Regions from separate parts of the Zea mays genome. Here region 1 is linked to region 2. A link is a contact called in public Hi-C data. All regions are on one chromosome and are shown on one strand. The core of a region is the stretch at or near the end of the contact, and the rest is flanking DNA. Distances in the headings are between cores, read along the strand shown. Region 1 holds the start of LOC100273963 (BBR/BPC transcription factor). Region 2 holds the start of LOC103638140 (serine/threonine-protein phosphatase 2A 65 kDa regulatory subunit A).

The links. A called contact is a pair of places that touch in the nucleus more often than the background predicts.
Region 1: a Hi-C map of tassel shows a contact between it and region 2, with 3 times the contacts expected there. The contact joins the promoter of LOC100273963 here to the promoter of LOC103638140 in region 2. A contact is called at or near these places in 4 of 25 Hi-C or Micro-C datasets (bundle sheath, ear, leaf and 1 more).

What each region holds. Positions count from the first base shown.
Region 1 is chr9:25,653,230-25,659,099 of Zm-B73-REFERENCE-NAM-5.0, reverse strand. It overlaps LOC100273963 (BBR/BPC transcription factor), which reads left to right and starts at 2,028. Exons shown (of 3, transcript NM_001148350.1): 1 at 2,028-2,182; 2 at 4,539-4,660. The coding sequence starts at 4,592.
Region 2 is chr9:26,081,981-26,087,764 of Zm-B73-REFERENCE-NAM-5.0, reverse strand. It overlaps LOC103638140 (serine/threonine-protein phosphatase 2A 65 kDa regulatory subunit A), which reads left to right and starts at 2,609. Exons shown (of 13, transcript NM_001347218.1): 1 at 2,609-2,756; 2 at 4,908-5,318. The coding sequence starts at 4,926. It overlaps LOC100273408 (AAA-type ATPase family protein), which reads left to right. Exons shown (of 13, transcript NM_001147845.1): 10 at 582-672; 11 at 800-835; 12 at 919-1,019; 13 at 1,219-1,569. The coding sequence ends at 1,335.

The DNA of each region.
Region 1 (5,870 bases), core at 779-3,278, 430 kb after region 2:
ATAAGGAAATGGCTCGTTAAGAAGATCAACCCCAAGAAGAGACTGAGGATTAGTGTTCACAAGAACCAGCATTAATTCACTATGTTGTACTGTACTAGTCAGTTTGGTCAGTTAGTTTCAGTCTTTGTACTGTACCAGTTAGTTTCAGTCTGTTAAGAAGAACCAGTCTGTTGTACTGTACCAGTTAGTTTCTGTTTCTATTGTTGCCTGAACAAGTGTACCACTTAGTTCATTTCTGTTTTTGTTGACCAAACCAGATGTTTCTGTTTCTGTTGTCGCCAAACCGAATGAACTAAGTTTGTTTCTGTTGACCGAATGAACAAACTTCTGTTGTCGCCTGAACAATTCTGTTGACCGAATGAACTAAGTTCATTTCTGTTTCTGTTGTCGCCAACCTAGTTTCAGTCTGTTGTCGCCAACCTAGTTTGTGTTAGGTCCTGACCGAATGAACTAAGTTGTTGTCGCCAACAGAAAAGAGAATAATGTTTGGTCACCAGACATAATTCTTTTGGTCACTAGACAGGACCACCACCAGAGAGAATAGACAAACAGAACCACCAGACAGACATAAACACCAGACAGAACAGACAAATGGCAATTCGAGATTAGAACAGACAAAATATATTACATAGAACAGACAAAACTGCATTTTGGTTCTACATAATACATTTGGAGCTCCAGACAAATAACGCTACTGTTTCATTACAACAACGGTTCTACATAGTACATTTGGAGCATTGCATACAAAATACCTTCATCCAAACCAAACAGGAGCTCACAAGTACATGGTACGATCATATATCTCTTTGAACCTGTAGTTTATGACACGATAATGCTCATCAAATGAGACATTAGCTTTATTCTCTTCCCACTTCAGGTCATCAAAAACAATTTCTCATAGCTCTGGATCTTCTGTACTGTAGCCATCACGAAGTTCATCATCATCTAAAGGATGTTCATCATCTACGGAAGGGTTGTCATAAAGGTCCCAACTCGGATTCTTTGTTTCCAAATCTTGTTCACAGACAATTGAAGTATTCTCTAGCATCTTGCACACATGTTCCAGATGGCCACAAACCTTTCCTATCTTGCCACCTTCTACTTCTGGGATAGTGGAACACATTTTATTAACCGAATGCAACAATGTAGATTGCCTCCTCATTTCTTGAATAGCGTATCTCAATGAATTCTTGATGTTCACATGATACTTGAAATCGATATTTTCCTGTTCAACAACCAGATGATGAAGTTAAAAAGGACATGGCAGAAGGTGATAACCCTGAACCCTAAACCCCTGCAAATCCACGCGAGACAGTTCTTGTACCCTATCTAGCAACAAAAAACACAGCGTACAAACATAGGAGTGCATGAGTTTGATAATACGTACGACATTTGATGAGACCTTAACTGCTTCGACCTTATCGACAACAATGGCGGTGAACTGAACCGCAACGCTGGCCTCCTTCTCTACAATAATGGCCGCGCATCGCGCCTCCGAAGCCGCGACGGTAGCAGCACGAGCCGCTTCAACAGCATCGGCAACCACTTAGCTCAGAGGAAGATCCATTCGCAGAGGAGCAGAGAGACGGCGGCTAGGGTTTCTAGATTGGGGAAGACGGACAAGTACCCCGCGTGAGCAAGAAACGGCGGCGCCAGGTTTTTGACGGCGTGAGCACGGAGAGAATTAAATGGTGTCCGCAGACGCAAATGACTGATTGTTGTCCATATCAGTCATAGTCTGTCGGTTGTGTCTCCAAAAGATCGAAGACATCGACAACGGCTCCATTTAGTCGAAACATGTATATCTTGTTCCATAATGGCAATTCTCTAGATTGGCAGGGTGCATTTTCCATCTCCCATTCTACACATCTACCCCTGACTAGTGGGCCATCCCGTCCCCACGCACGGACGCACAATTTCCTCCGACTCTACACGGACCGCAAGTCCGCACTGCACTCCGCCACTCCCCCAATCCCCAGCAGCCTCCTCCAACCCACGAGGCCACGAGAGAGAGAGAGAGAGGCAGAGGCAGCCGCTGCCCCGGAGCCACGCCTCCCCTCGCCTCAGACCCGCGGCTGGTGCTCGCTCGCCGGCGGCGGAGCGCCGGGGCAGGTAAGCCGGCCCCCCCGTGCCCGTCCTTCGGAAGTGTCTCTGCAGCAGAGGAGGACACGCTGCTGACAGTGTGCGTAACCTCCCCCCACCCCCGTCCAACCCCATGACCGATTTATGATCCGGTGAGCAGCAGCGATTGCTACCGATTTCTTCAGCGTCGCGCGGGGGAGGCCGCATTGGATTAGCGCTCCCCCTCCCCCCCTCGCGGCGTTTGGGCCGGCCGATTGAGATGTTGTAGGGTTTACCGCTTCATCTGATTCGTGCCTCTGAGGTTCCGTTCCGTTACTGATGCGGCCTCCTGGCCTGATTTGAGGAGGCAGGGATGGGGGCAATTGAGGTCCTCGTCGTCTGTGGGTACCCTGAGCCTGCGGTGTGACTATGAGTGAGGTTTTTGGATGGTGCAGTGGCAGCAGACCAGTAGTGCCGCCGGTATCTGCTGCTGCTGCTGGAGCCGGTACTCGGTAGGATTGGGATTCGGTGCTTGAGTAGTCAGAGCTAGAGCCGCTGCAGCTCCCCGAGCCTAGCTGGGTTGTTGTCCCAATGGCGTTCGGTTAGTGTAGTATCAGCATGAGCATTGACTGGTTTGAGGCTTGACTGTCTGTTGGGGTTGTCGGTTAGCGCCGACTGGAGACCTTGCGGCGCTTTAGGTCTGTGAGAGGTTCAGTTCAGAGTCATGCCGATTGTTCTTCCACAGATAACAGTTGTTCACAAGTTCATCACTTTTAAACTTGGCCAGTTCTCTTGTGATAAAACATGTTTATCGGTTTCGCCTTGTTGACAGGTGTCCGGTAAACCTGCATGCCATTAGTTTGAGTGCACGCATACCGTATGTGGCCAGTGCATCTATGAATTGCATTTTGAATATTATGGCACTCCCCAAAGCCAGTTGCCGCTGCGATAGGATTTGCAAAAAGCTTCTACGTCTTTCAGTTGCTCTTATTCATTTAGCCATGCTATGGACATGGTGTATGATCTACTTAGCCACTGGAATTCCTGGTGAACATTTGGAACAAGAACCCTTTTAGACATTGCATGCTGTTTTACTGTTGGGATTTGGGAGTACGCATTACATACCTCCTGTTGCAAAGTGTATGCAACTGATGTTAGGTACTTCCGTACTAGCATATTCTGCTTCAAAACTTTTGTGACCATCCAGATTGAGCATGGGTGGACCCAGCCTTAGGCCATATAGGACTAGGCCTACCCTATATTTTGGCCAAAATTGTTAATACCGGTTAGTTTTAGAAGGTCCAAACTAAAAATGCCCAACGTCTTTAAGTACTCCAGTCTGTAGACCATCCATCCCTTGACCTCGTGGTACCTTGTGCTTAGTCTCCACCAGGTTCAGATCACATCTTGGATAATACCATATTTGAATGTGAGATATTTTTGCTAGTCATGTCTAGGTTCAAATTTTGGGTCCTCCACTGATCGAGGTCATGTTTCAGATAATAGAGTTTTTGATCCAGTACATATTAATTCCAAACATGTTTTAATAGTATAGTATGTGCATTGGTTGATAAGACACTTGACTGTCTGGCAGGGTTGTCATGCCCCACACTGAACCATCTGTAAATGATTGAAAGCACATGGTGATTGTTTGACATTGCTTCAGCTGGAGAATTTTCTGTACTTTAGACCTGTGAAAGTTCAGATTCAGACTCGATATCTATAATGCTAGCTCATACAGCCATCGTTCACAAGTTAATGGCTTTGTTAACAGATGTTTGGTTAACCTTTATGCCATTAGTCTGAGTGTACACTTACCATATGTGGTCGATGCATGCATGGATCGCTTTTGCTGGCACTGCATCTGCATAAACCCAGTTGCTGTTTAGTTAGTTTTGTTGTGAATATGACGAGTGATATACACCTGGTGACATTTGGAACAAGCCCTTCTAGATAATGCTCACTATTTTACTATTGTGGGGAGTACACTATACATGCATTTGTTCATGCCTCCTGTCACTAAGAGTATACAACTGATGTCAGGGACTAGTATATTTTGTGTCTTTTTTTGCCGCAGTCCCATTGAACTCTTGATCCGGAGTCAATCCATAGCTATGATCTTCTATTTTTTGTAGTCATAACTCAATAATTAACATGATATAAATGTTTTCTCATTCACCCATTGATCTATACCATGCCATACCCACTGGTGATAGGTGGGCCTAGATCCATACACGTGTAGTTTCTTGTTTGCCCATATCCCCAATTTTGCTGTGGCCTTCTGTTCTCACAAATTTCCTTTTTTGAAGTTTGAACTTGCTACCTTTGAGATAATATGTTCTTTATTCCTTTGTGCATTTCCTATCGTCCTTGTTCCAGATTTTCTGGAGCTATAAACTTCCGACAAGATAATCTAGCTACGTTTTGGTTTGGAAAATTCTTTTTTGTCGTTAATTTTTGTTACTTGTATTTTGCAGGTGATCCACTGCTATCATTACTGCCCTATTTTGCTGGCTGCAGGCTTGTGATAATGGACAACCTTGGGCATAGAGAAAATGGCAGGCAAAGGCCTGAGCAATATAAAGCGCTTCATACTCAGGTTTGTGTAATTCGCCATCTAGAACTTATGCAGCATTTCAGAAAAACAGACTAAATGTGGCATTGGCATCTATTTCAACTGTTATCACTAAACACTACTGGATGTTTTGGTGCATTGAACCTTGATTTTGAGGATGTGTCCCAAACATTTCTATGAACAACCAAAAAGTGTAATGCCTTTTCTGCATAAAAGCATATAATTCTAACTTTATTTGATAGCTTATGGTCTGATTATACTAAAACAGAGGAAGATAAAGGATTAACGACTGGTCTAGCAGTTCATCTTTATTGACCTATTAACTAAGGTTAACAAGTCTAAGAGGTTTTTGGGAGGAGTCAAACACTACAGAATTATATAATTGAAATGTTCATATGTTGCATTTTTTACATAGGGAAGCTTGTTATGATGGTGCATTTTTGGTTGCTTTTATTGTTCTTTCTGTATAGCTAAGGGCTTGTTTGGATCCCAGGAGCTAAAGCAAAAGTGACTAAAGTTTAGTCACTTAGGAGCTAAACATCCAAATAGAAAGAGCTAAAAGTGACTAAATTGATACCTTTTATCATTTTAGTCACTTTTAGCTCTTCTTGTTTGGATCTTTAGCTCTTGGGATCCAAAAATGCCCTAATTATAGGCTCAGATTTCTTGTGAGTATGAGGTTGCATCTGGGCCAATGTATCCAGTTAGTTCTGTCATATCTTTGCTGACTATATCTGGTAAGTTGTTTTGCAAGTTACTGTGTCAAAATCTGTAATGCATTTGCTGTTCCTCATTTTGGAATGAATTATTAGAGATGCAATCATGCAACTACCTGTGCCTTAATATTGATGGAGGGAAGTCAGAACTTGCAAACACTGATCATGCATTTTCTCTCAGTCATGTGGATTAGGCTTGGTCTAGTAATAGTTTCTTTCTGCCAGTCATATTCTATTGTCTTTGGCTTCTTTTTTGTTGGGAGCGCCTTTATCATGAGCCACATTTATTGTAACAATGAATACACGTTGGGAGTGCCTTTTATCGTCTGCCCATTTATGTAACTAACAACGAATACTCAGCCTCGATAGTGTGAGTTTTTATATAATCTAAATTTTGAAGTTATTTTGTGACAAGCAGTAACACCTTTTTTTTGTTTCTTTCATAAAATGTTTGGTTTCTTGTGCTATGTATTACTGTGTAACAATTATTAGGACTAAATTTGCAGTGTGGAACTTTG
Region 2 (5,784 bases), core at 1,360-3,859:
TCGGCTGTGGCCGCCTCAGGCCTGGGGTGGGCCTTTGCAGTGTGGACAACCTGAGACGGCCCGTTAGTGACAGGAGGGCAGGGTTCGGGGGTTTTCTAGGACAGGACCATGGTTCGGGTTCCATCTTTATCAGAAAACCGGGAGGGCGGTCTCCCCGTCCCAGTTTTTTACTGTTTTTTGTTGGGTTCAGAGTTTGTTACGCATGGAAGCTATGCACCTGATTCCTTAAATACCTTTGCCTCAATTTATTGCATTAGCCTTTGTGAGAAATTTTCTGTAACTGAGAATGGAAAAAACGACAGTTAGAGGACTAGTTACAATAGCAACTTGAGTTTGTCAATATTTTTTAGTGAAGTAGATGGCTACTATAAAGGATGATTGATGATGCGACATGCAATTCATTGGTACTGTAGCACCATTATTCTGTTCTGTTACTGTATTAGTCAGTGAATGGGTCAGGAGTTGATAGATTGGCCTTGGGACGATTGATGATTTGCTGCACACTTATTGTCTCATTAATACCCTACTATGTTGCCTTGCTTCTCTATATCTTGAATACCACTGTTTTGATTATCCGATAGGTAAAAAGAATATATGTGCCACTACCTGATCCAAATGTACGAAGGTTACTTCTGAAAAATCAGCTCAAAGGACAATCATTCAAACTGTCGAGTAAGTGCTCCAGTTCCCAGGTTTCTCTTGATAACTGCTTGATCGTAGTGGCTGTATATGTAGGACAGCCTTTTTTTTAAAAAAAAACGTTTGGCACAGTAGCTAACCTGGAACTGGTTCCTGACAGACCATGATTTTGAAAGACTTGCTGTGGAGACCGAAGGTATTGTGTTTCCTTTCGAGTATGTATGGCTGTTCTGAAAACATGGGCTATGTGGTCCTGGTTCCTGACGGTTTTGTTTGTAGGGTATTCTGGAAGTGACCTGAGAGCCTTGTGTGAAGAAGCTGCAATGATGCCAATAAGAGAGCTCGGTCCACAAAATATTCTTACTATCAAAGCAAATCAGGTACGGGTTTTAAACAGTCTGAACATAAAGTTCACTCGTTCTGAGTTTTTTTCACTGTTAAAACAGAAGCTTAAATGGACTTCTAGCTGTAGTATCTTTACAGATAACATACCCTACATAAGTGGTTGTTTCCCAGCGAAACTTTGGAATGTCAGTGTACGAAGCACTTAACCCTCGGTTTCTAATCTCGTATCTCCAGCTGCGACCTTTGAGGTACGAGGACTTCAAGAACGCGATGACGGTGATCAGGCCAAGCTTGCAGAAGAGCAAATGGGACGAGCTGGAGAACTGGAACGAGGAATTCGGTTCGAGCTGACGGAGACGCGCGCTGCCTGATGATGATGATCAAGCGGCCCTATTTCCAGATGTACATGATTTATGTCTCACACACACATGGTGGCTTACACACACACACGCGCCCATCGGCCATCGATGCGTCCTCAGTCTGGACAGCGCGTCTTCAACAGAAGCAGAAGGTACAATATAATGCTGGGAACAGCCCTATATGTATACCCATTGAAATGCCGCTGCCCAAGTTATTTAAAAAAACAAACCTCTAGTGTGTGTTATTATTAGCCTATAGCTGCTCTGGGCCGCCGAGGGCGAAATCGAAGTATCGTCGGGCGTGTTCGGCAGGCTGCAAGCCGACACTGTTGCAGCTGTTTGGACTGCTGCAGCTGCAATCCATAGAGAGAAAAATACTGTAGAAGCCGCAGCCGCAGCCGGATTGCAGCCGCAGCAAGCCGCAGCGAACAAGCCGGTCGTTGTGTAAAAAGAAACACAAAACCTACATGCTTAATGACTCGTATATGTGTTATTATTAGCCCATAGCTGCTCTGGGCCGCCGAGGGCGAAATCGAAGTATCGTCGTTGTGTAAAAAGAAACACAAAACCTACATGCTTAATGACTCGTATATGTGTTATTATTAGCCCATAGCTGCTCTGGGCCGCCGAGGGCGAAATCGAAGTATCGTCGTTGTGTAAAAAGACAAACACAAAACCTACATGCTTAATGACTCGTATATATTTTAACAAACAGTTGAAATTTAGGGTGGTGTCGCTGCAAGCTTGAGGCACGGAGCCGGCTGTCGGCCGATTTGTTGCTCCAGCCCCTAGGCAAACCCCAATAATGACGGGTGCGGACACGTTTGTGTCCAAATTGTTGTGGGGGAGGGGGTTGAAAGGGTGTTTAGGTGTGCTACCAAACGCAGATTAGGCTATTTCTAGCAGTTTACTCATCTTCTATTTCGCCTCTACTCTATAAACAGTAGTCTGTCTACAGTGCAAAAATAATCATTGGACATGGCCCCTTGTCCTGCAACTCAAGAAGCTAAACGTGGCGAGATGCAGGCACTGCTCGACGCGCAGTGCTCTGCCGCCTCTGCGTATTGCCACTTTGCCAGTGAGACGGGTGCTGGGCCTCCATGCCGCCTGAGTTTTTCCTGGGCTCCAACCCCAAGCGAAGTCTCCCTCCCGTCCATAGGACTAACAAGAGCGGATCGTATCTGAGAACGGGTCGACCGCCCTTTCAGGCCCAGGCCCACTTCGCACGCCCCACAGGCCTCGACATCCACTGCGTCCCCTCCTCCCCCGTCGCATTCTGCAGCGCCAGCTCGCTCCTCGCCCCGCCCCCTTCTCTCAGCGGCGACGCCTCGGGCGTTCCTACCCTGCCCCCTCTCCGGACCCCCACGCCGTCGGCGAAGCAGCCGGGCAAGAGCCCGATCCAGACCCCGCGAGGTCAGTTCAGATCCTGCTCCTCTTCTCCCTCCCCCTCCTTCCACAGCTAGATCTGCGCCCCTCACCCCGCTCGCTCGACCACCTCCGATCGCCACGCCCGCACCCTCAATACCGCCGCCGCTGCTACCGTCGTCGGTCTGGAGCTCAGGCCTTCTTCATTCGCGCGTTCACGTGTGGTTCCCCTCCTAGATCTGGGCTGTTGTTTGGTCGATTGCGCTGGTTTTGTAATGATTGCGACGCCCTAGTCTGAGTTCTCTTCTCGCGGATCGGAGGCTGTGTGGCGTTGGTTGCTAGGTACGTCGGTAGCTAGTGATTTGGATCAACCGTTGCTCGTGGTGTGTCGTAGATGAGTAGATCGCGTGTGGCGTCTGTTGCCCGTCTCGTTGTGCGCATCAGCTATTCACCTCGTTTCGTCGTATCGAAATTCGCTCATTTATTCAGGATCCGCGAACGTGCAAATTTAATTCTGGAGCTGAATATGTCGTTACATAGATCAGATTTCAGAAACATCTTCTCCATGCCGCCTGAGTGAGAATGAAAAGCAAACAAACAAGAGGAAATCTATAAATAGAACCCCCTGGGGACCCCAAACGACCAGATCAATTCATGCCAAATTTTACTTGGAGCATTTGCCTGAACTTGATTCAATTTCTCAGAATGCTCGGATGCCAAGTGATGTTGTTTCTTTCCTGGAACCATATTTAATAGGCATCTTTGCGGGGCATTTTTTTTTTTTGCTGGATCAACCAATTATTATCGTTTGAACTGAAGGCCATGTCATTTTTAATTGGGTAGTTGAGACTCACCTCCATAGATGATGTTATGGAATATTTGACTCTTCGAAGTAATCTGTGATGTTCTACTTGTCAACATGAATTTGTTAATTTTATTTGGATCATGTGTATGACAGTAGTATTCTTGTGTTGTTCAAGAAAGCCAATCCCAGGGAACTTTTAGTTATATAAGTTTGCAATAGTTTGGTGCATCTATTTCTTTGGTTATGGCATCAGAGATCTTTTTTTTTGTATATTTTAACCAAACGTTTGTTTCTATTCTGCTTCTATTTGTCTAGAGCATCTCTAACGGTGCCTTAAATCAGTGCACTATTTTGAAATATAGGGCTCAACTCATAAAAACAGCTCCAACAGTGCCTATTTTACAATCTTTTACGAAAAAATATAGGGCACACCATGAAGTGACCCAAATATATTACACCCCAGATTAGTGTCCTATCCTTAATCTTAAAACTCGACCTGCGGGGGGTAAGACAGCCCCCGGGCATTGTATTAAGAAGACCTTCTCACACAGGTCGAGAAAACCCCCGAACCCTTGCCCCACCCATACACAGCGGCATCGAAGCCCATGTGAGAACGACCACGGCCGGGGCTGAGCCCTAGACCTGTGCTTTGGCGTGGGACAAACGAGGGGATTTTTTTAACCACAACCTGAAATTCGCTCCCACGGGGGAGTCGAACCCAGGACCTGAGGAGTGCTACTCAGACCACCTAACCAACTCAGCTAGAGGCCCTTTCACGTCCTATCCTTAATCTTTTCTTTCCTAATAATGTAATGTAATTTATTTACTAAAATATATGATTTAGGGCTTAACTGTTGGAGTCCAAGTTGTTGTTAGTGCCCTAAATACTTTAAATGATGTAGCATTTTAATTTTTGGGGTAGTTGTCAGGACCTAAGGAGGCCCACAGAGGGGCTGCGGTAGCAGCAGCCATGGGCCCTAAGGGGGATTAGATAAGGATAGTTAGAGATAAGATTAGAAGATTAGTTGAGATTATCTAGGAAGGTTATCAGTTAATAGTTTGTTGAGAGTTTTTAGGAGATAAGGATCTCTAGCTAGATAGGGGCAGCCAACCGGCCTATTTATGTAATCAATGGATGAGAAATAAAGCAGACAAGAATTAGAAGGGAGAAACCCTCCTCTTGCTCGGCCGTGGGTAGAGGCCCCCGGCCGACATTCCTGCCCATCGATACCCCCTCTCCAATCCCTCACCGATCTAGCGACCATAACAGTAGTGTTTCGAGCCATATTGTTGGAGATGCTCTTATGCAGCCAAAGTTGTGTTAAAGTTTTTTTTTCTTGGGAATTTATATAATTACAAAGCTTCTAATGCTGTGTCCTCATTTACCAATTCAGCAATCCTTGATATACCTGATGGCTATGATTGATGAGCCTCTGTACCCAATTGCTGTACTGATTGATGAGCTTAAGAATGAGGACATCCAGTTGCGTCTAAACTCCATTAGAAGACTTTCGACAATTGCACGGGCTCTTGGAGAAGAAAGAACCAGGAAGGAGCTGATTCCCTTTCTTAGTGAAAACAATGACGATGAAGATGAGGTGCTTCTTGCAATGGCTGAGGAATTGGGTGTGTTCATTCCTTATGTTGGGGGTGTAGAACATGCTCATGTTTTGCTTCCCCCTTTGGAAACATTGTGTACAGTAGAAGAAACTTGTGTCCGTGATAAGGCAGTTGAATCTCTGTGCCGTATTGGTGCACAAATGAAGGAAACTGACATAGTCGACTGGTTCATTCCAGTAGTAAAGGTAAGAGGCTCATTTATGTAAAGTATTAAGTGTAATGTTATTGTAAATAAATATGCTGCCATTGTTACTGCATCTAGTGTCTGTGGATGTGCTTTTGTTGGCTCAAACAATCAACAACTATAGATGTGGCATTACATTTGCCATGCTTTAGTAATTTAATGTGTTGTACTGATTGGATTTATTGATCTGTTAGATGTCATAGACAGTTAGCTAGGCCACATATGTGAGGTCAGAGGTATGGGAGGCTCATTTGGTTTAGGACTAGAACTTAGAAGATACTATTGCTACCTTGCTTACGCATCAAGTAAGTCTCTATATAATGATATGATATGTATCAATCAAAGGCAAGCAAGAATTGTCATTAGAGATTCTCATATACTCTTGGGCCTTGAGATTGGGCATCAACATCCTTGGCATGCCAAATATCAAGTGTTTGGTTTGGTCCATTCACTCTCGTACCGTCAAC